Regions from separate parts of the Anas platyrhynchos genome. Here region 2 is linked to region 1. Evidence: chromatin contacts called from public Hi-C data. All regions are on one chromosome and are shown on one strand. The core of a region is the stretch at or near the end of the contact, and the rest is flanking DNA. Distances in the headings are between cores, read along the strand shown.

The links. A called contact is a pair of places that touch in the nucleus more often than the background predicts.
Region 2: a contact with region 1 is called in a Hi-C map of F5 follicle, with 1.7 times the contacts expected there. The contact joins the promoter of ITPR1 here to the enhancer-like site in region 1. A contact is called at or near these places in 4 of 8 Hi-C or Micro-C datasets (F5 follicle, liver, skeletal muscle and 1 more).

What each region holds. Positions count from the first base shown.
Region 1 is chr13:1,968,309-1,971,525 of IASCAAS_PekinDuck_T2T, forward strand. The region is part of intron 3 of ITPR1 (inositol 1,4,5-trisphosphate receptor type 1); the gene reads right to left. Among named protein-coding and RNA genes, the nearest start is that of ITPR1, 39 kb to the right of the region's middle. Within about 2 kb of position 1,448, at least 3 of the 8 cell types and tissues checked have an H3K27ac peak or open chromatin away from gene starts, as enhancers often do. A contact at or near this core is called in F5 follicle, where this site is marked.
Region 2 is chr13:2,007,278-2,010,494 of IASCAAS_PekinDuck_T2T, forward strand. ITPR1 (inositol 1,4,5-trisphosphate receptor type 1) reads right to left here and starts at 1,776. Exons shown (of 57, transcript XM_072044593.1): 1 at 1,637-1,776. It overlaps SUMF1 (sulfatase modifying factor 1), which reads left to right and starts at 2,102. Exons shown (of 9, transcript XM_027467552.3): 1 at 2,102-2,933.

The sequences.
Region 1 (3,217 bases), core at 198-2,697:
TGTCTTTCATCCCGCAGGGAGCCACTGAGTGCCAACCGGCTGCTCGCTTGTTCCAAACCAGCACCAGCCTCAGCTGGGGCAGGGCTTCAAGTGCATCTGTCCCGAGACACGTCCTCTGCTTGGCACTGCCAGCTTAGGGCTTCTGAACAACTAGGAGAAGTGGAAAACGAACCACACTTTCCAGGTATGCTCTCTTCAACACTCTTTTCATTTACAGGAGGATGATTCACCGAGATTGACAGCACGGAACGGGATTCAAAAAGCCACCGCAGCCCTGCACTTTCGGAGGATGCATTGTAAGCAACGCAGCAGTTATCAAATTTTCTATTTTTGCTTAAACCATCAGTTCACACTGACAGCAATTAACACACAGAGCTGCACAGAAGAATTAATTGTATGCTAGATTTAGTCACAGTGCAAGTGTGTTTTTTCCAGCCTTTTCAGTCAAGAAAGTTTCCAAGTCAGGCTCAACTTGTACAAGGAGAGGTGCCCCCTCTCTTCCCTGGAGCATGAAGGAAAAGGACTACAAGTGCTTGACCTTCTTCAATGCAACGGGGGAAAATATGACATGGTTTTCTTAGGTTTTCTTCTTAGTTAGAAGACTACAAATCTAAAAACAAACAATAAAATGCACCCAAAATTCCTAAAACAAGTATTAGGAAATCTGTTTCTCAAGTGGCTGAGGAGAACTCAGCCTCGTGTGCCATTCCCCTTACCACGACCACCCGAGGCTGGTTAGCACAGCGTGCATTTTACCACGGCTCAAACCCATGGCCAGAAAGCTCTTGGATCTCCATGTTCCACGGGCTTCTATCTTCACAGAAATCAACACGCAACTGCGTGCTAGCTGAGCACCACCACGGTCACAAGTCTGCAACCCACAGAAGTGCCGGCTGTGTAAGACAGACCAAGCACTCGTCAGACATGGTACGTAGGGAGGGTCTCTCCGTTTCTAACAGACCCGAGATGAAGAAGTTGACTTGCCAGCAGCCGAAACATCCCGCTCCCTGCTCTGCTCACGGATTCAGGGGAAAGCTGATAAATAAAAGCCGTCACTGCAACGTAATCTCATCATCCCAAGCAGCGCTCGCTGAACTTTAGCCATGAAGGAATGCATTTTGTTTTCAGATCTTCACGATATATGGGAAGGACGTCAGAGCCGCACACTGCGTCAGCAGGAAAATAAAACCCCTGGAGCTGCTGATTGAGGACACGGCGTCAGGCACACGCTGAGCAAAGTCCTGCAGGCAAAAGGCGGCTGTGTAACCGTGTATTACCTCATCACGCACACGGGTAATGAATGCAGTTATACAGACACGTCTTAAAATGCACCCCCATGTTTCCAGGCTAAATTTTGTTCATTTGCCAGCAGCTGCCTTCAGGAAAGGGGCTTGGTGCACGGCTGGGCCCTGCAGCCACACACCCCTTCTCGCTGTCGGGATCCCACAGGGGCTCTGCCACCTGCAGCTCACTGAACTATGCCAGGAATGCCTGCTTACCAGCACGTACCAGCAGCACAGAGGAGTAAGGAAAGGATGCTAGAAACACAGAAGATCCCATGTTCCCAAGTGTTTGGGGATTCAGGAGAGAAACCTGCCAGCCAGGTTACTCCAGCTGCAATCCCTTCTACCCCTGGTGGGAGAGCTGACAGCTTTCTGTAGTGGCCTGAAACCACGGCCGGGTGGTTATCAGAGTACTTACAAGTCAGGAATCCAGACTTCATCCCCCACAGCCAGGGTCAGCATAAAAACCCTGGAATTACCAACGCCAGAGGTCTTGATTTTGTGCCCAGAAAAACCTCGGGTTTTGGCAGAGGGGAAAGGCAGGCAGGCAATTGTAAGAATGGCAAAAAACTACTCAACGTTTCCCTCTGGTCTTTACTACTTGGACTAAGTTGTAAAATTGTTCAGGAATTTCAAAAACATTGGGGAAGGAGAGGTACATTTCTCCTCTCCTTGTTCCTAGGCTGGGAAATACTTTGGAGCCACAAAAATTGCTTGGTGGCAAGACAGACCTTCCTCACACCTCCGGAGTTTATAGCATCGACTGCAATCACATCAACACATTTGCCTCGTTGGGTGTATGTTTTATTATCATTAAGATTGATCAGAAGAATCCAGCGTACAACTGGCATTTCAGGGAAATTCTTGAGAAGCCGTGATAAATCCAGAACATCTGTTGGGTGCCTTCACTTGTTTCCACAATGATAAAAAAGAAGAGCCAAATCAGCAAGAAAACTGCTGAAAAGGTACCAGGTTTCCCACCTTTTGTGCCCCCTCCCCAGTCAGATTCCATCAAAGCACCATGGAAAGATCAAGCTGCATTCAAAGATTATACTCTCAGAATTATTATTTTTTTAGCAACTTGATTAAAAGCTGAATGGGAGTTTCAATAGCATCTGGGTAGTATGTTAATATTATTATAAGAGAAAATGGAAAACTTGCCCAAATTGCAAGCATCTGTTAGCAGAGAAGCTGGAATGATTTGCAGAAGCAGGTATAGTATTTCAGAGCCCACCCAAGACCATCATTTGCTCTCACCACAAGCCATCCACAGGCTGCACGGGAAGCTCGGGGAGCTGCTAAATGTGCAGTGCTGGTGCGTAACGCTCCTCGTGCTGCCTGAACTGGTCAGCCTGGTGACAGCCACACAGCAGCTCCTGCGAAGGCTTTCCACCTTCATTACACTAAGGGCAACAGTTTGGAGTCCTGGCTGGTGACTTCAAAAATAAGCAAGATAAAAATAAGCCCTTCTCGCAAAGCCTCCCTCAGGGCATGTTCACCTGAGGAAAAGCTACCGAGAGGAGGATCCTTAACTAGGTCACTTCCCAAACCTGTTGAGTATTTCACACCAACACAGCTGTTTCTTGCTTGAAAAAAATACTTGATAAAACCCAATTCCTTTTTGCACAGCAATACCAAAATTAAATGAAAATTAGCAGCTCTCCACTGAAATTTCGCAGTTTCTCTTTTCTAGACTTGGATACCCAACATTTCCCCCAAGGTCAACGCCCATGGTAGAGGATATAGTAAAATCAGTACACTTATAAATATAAGAATAACAAGGAAGATGAACAATTAATATAGCCAGCAACGATGGAAATATTCTCAACACAAGCTCTCCATTATTTATTCCGTAAATAATATTTACAGAAGTTTCACAGCCCCAATGCCCTCACCAAGATGGTAACACTCCACACGGACACAGAGATTATTTC
Region 2 (3,217 bases), core at 526-3,025, 39 kb after region 1:
GAAGATCACAGGAATCGCTCTGAGCAGCCGTGGCCGTGGACAGGAGCAGCTTTGCAGCTCATGGATACGTCTGCTGACTTTTCAAGCCTTCTGCTTTACAGGTCAGTCAGCGCAGCGTGCAGGGGGCTACACAGAACTGCTCGGAGGTTTTTAACTCCTCTTTGGCACTGCTACACAGCAGCAAGCAGAAAAACGGCTCCAGGCTCCTGAAGCAACAGCTACTCGCGAAGGTGCTACCTCAGCAGCAGAAGCACCGAATTTGGAGCGTTCCATAAGGAAGCTTTTTATGAAAGCAGATTAATACCACAGTCACATCGTGACAGAAATGTTACATTTACATAACTTTCTACCAGCAGGCCGTCTTCCAGCTCTAAGCCCCTCTGGTCCCTGTAAGCTGCTTTGGCGAAGCTGCCTTCCCTCACACTCACCCACGGGCGAGCAAGCAGCCCGTCTACCAGCTACTACAGAGCCACTACCCTCGTCCCACCTCCCACGGGATTCCCAGATTCCTCCCGTCTTCCAGCACAATCCTACAACTACAACTCTCGTGTTTATGGCGTGGCGCCGCTGCGGGCTCCCGGCATGCCCCGGCACCTGGCGCATCGCACGGCCCCCAGGACCTGGGTCCTGCTGGGAGGCTGCTGGAAAAAGTTTGGCTTCGAAACCATCCATGGCAGCCAGGTACCCCCGGGAAGCACTGGAAGGAGCTCCTGCTTCCAGCACAGGCCTCAGGACCCCACTGGCTGGTACAGGGCAGGCACCAGGCTGTTGCTGCTCCTCTTGCACACATGTGGGAAATGCCACGATCTTACCTGCACGTTTCACCCAAACTCTGACACTCTGGGGGGGGACCGGCTGCCCCCCACACTGCCACGTCCTGGCACCCATCCAGCACTACCTCTACAGCAAGGCTGAGCCCAAGACCCGGTGTCACAAGCTATTTGCAGGGCTCGCTCTACACTGTGACAGCTCTTGTGGGGAGCCAGCACCTCGGGTTCCCTCTCATCACTTGGGCTTGATTCTTTGGGGTCCTGATGCACCCCACAGACTGATCCTTTGGGGTGATGCGAGAGGACAGGCAGTGCCACCAGGCCCTGTTAACCCCTCATTTCTATCAGGAGCCACAACTGCTGCTGACCCCCTGTTTGCCAGTCCCCACATCCCCCCTGGGGGCTCCAACAAGTGCCTCCAGGAGGGCACCACCGAGCCCAGTGCCTCCACCAGGGCCTTCCCCCCGCCCCAGCCCTGCAGGCGAGCACCAATTCTTTGACCAAACACGCTCTTTCCCACCGCCAGGCTCCACCCCACGGTTGCAGAGGCGAGCCCCGTGCTCGGGCTGTTTGTTTCCTTCCTAATTTACCAACCCCAGCGGGAGGAAGCCGGGCTGCTCCCTCCTCGCAGCAGGCGAGCAGGTGGAGGGCTACCCGAGCAGCAAGCACCCGCTCCTGCCACACACAGCACATCGCGAGAAACACCCCAAAAGCACCGAATTCACCCCCCCGGCACCCTGCTGCGACCCCCGGGGGCTGCTGCCAGCCCCACGCCGGCTCCCTCACAGCAGCCTCCGGCGGTGCCCGCTGCCCGGAGCGGAGCCACCCGCCCCCCCGGTGCTTACCGAGCCCTCCCCCGGCCCTACCTGTGTCCGGCCGGGGCGTGCTAGCGGCGCTGCGGCAGCCCCATGCCGGCGGCGCTGCCCGGTGCCGTAGGGACGGAGCCCGCGCCCCGCTGCCGCCGCTCAGCGGCCCGTCCGCATGGTTACTGCGCGCCCGCCGCGCCGCCCCGCCTTTATATACCGCCGCGGGGGCTGCTGGGAAATGTAGTCCTGGCGTCTAGGCGAGCCGTGCAGCGGAGCGCCCCGCGGGACTACAACTCCCGGCGTGCCCCGCGGCCCTGCCCCGTCCCGTCCCGCTGAGGTGGCTTCGCCCCCCAGCCCCATCATGTCGCTTGTCCTCTCCCCTCAGGGGCTGTGTCCCCCCCTCACGGAGCGCCCCTGCCCGGGCAGAGCTCCGGGAGGTTGTGCCCGGGAAGGGCCTCCTGCCGACAGCGCTAGGTTTAAGGGCTCTGGGAGGATAATTGTGGATAAATCTCCCGTTTTTATGATATTTTGATGACAGTGAAAGCGGTTTCGCAATTCTGAAGCACGGTGGACTCAGTACCAGGAAGGAGAATAATTAAACTGTGTGGAAGAGATGTCCTGCCTGTGAAGAAATGGCTTAGGAGCGCGGACACCGTCAATAAACGACACCAAAGAAAGTTCTCGGGAGCCCTCAGGGTCACAAGCTGCAGCTCGGATGCTGTTCAGGGGCAACCGGACATTTTAATGGCTTTGTCTGGTCTCCTAGGACAATACAGGAACATAAACCTTCCTGGTGAAAGTACAGAAATGATGCAAAAAAGGGTTCTAGGGAAGCAAGCGATGGGAACCAGTAGGCGAGATACCCCAGCGGGCTGGACACGAGCTGCTTTCCCTGAGCTCTGTAACGGCACAGCCGGAACCCCACGGCTCTGCTGGGGCAGGCTGTTACCAAGTTTGTGTCTGTTTGGGTTTTTTTTAAGTACATCACAGGGCAAAAGGGACGGCTGAGAGCTACTGGGAGCACCCAGCGCTGTGATTGCAGCACGCACTGAGACTTCATGCGGCCCACGGGAGTGCGTAGTGTTGCTTTCCAGCAGTACAAAAAAAAACCAAAAGTTTCCTTCGCTCTGCCCCTGCTTTGAGCTGCACAGCCCTGGTTTGTGCAGGGAACATGATGTGAAGCGCAGGGAGCTGCTGCCCCACAGGGTGCACGTAGGTCCATTCTGCACAGCCCTGAGCAGCAGCTTCCCCACAACGTAAAGCTTTCCGTGGCGGAGCGCCCAAACCTCCAACAACTGCGGTGCCCCAGCAAGAGGCAAGGAGACGCCGGGCGCCCCCGACCCCAGGCAGCCCCCAGGTATTTGAGGGGGGGCAGCACCAGGAGCCAGGCGCGGCCCCTTTAAGACGCGACCACCACGTGACCGCAGCAGCACGTGACGCCGCCCAACATGGCTGCGCCCGGTGGCTGCGGGGCGCTGCCGCGGCTGCTGCTCCTCGTCCTGGCGCTGCTGCTGGCGGCGGGGGCGGACCCGGACCTGGAGCCGGATTCAGCTCCGGATTCGAATCCGGCTCCGGCTCCCGGCGGGTCCTGCGGCTGCGGGGCCGGCCGCGGCGGCGGCGGGCGGGAGGCGGCGGCGCGGC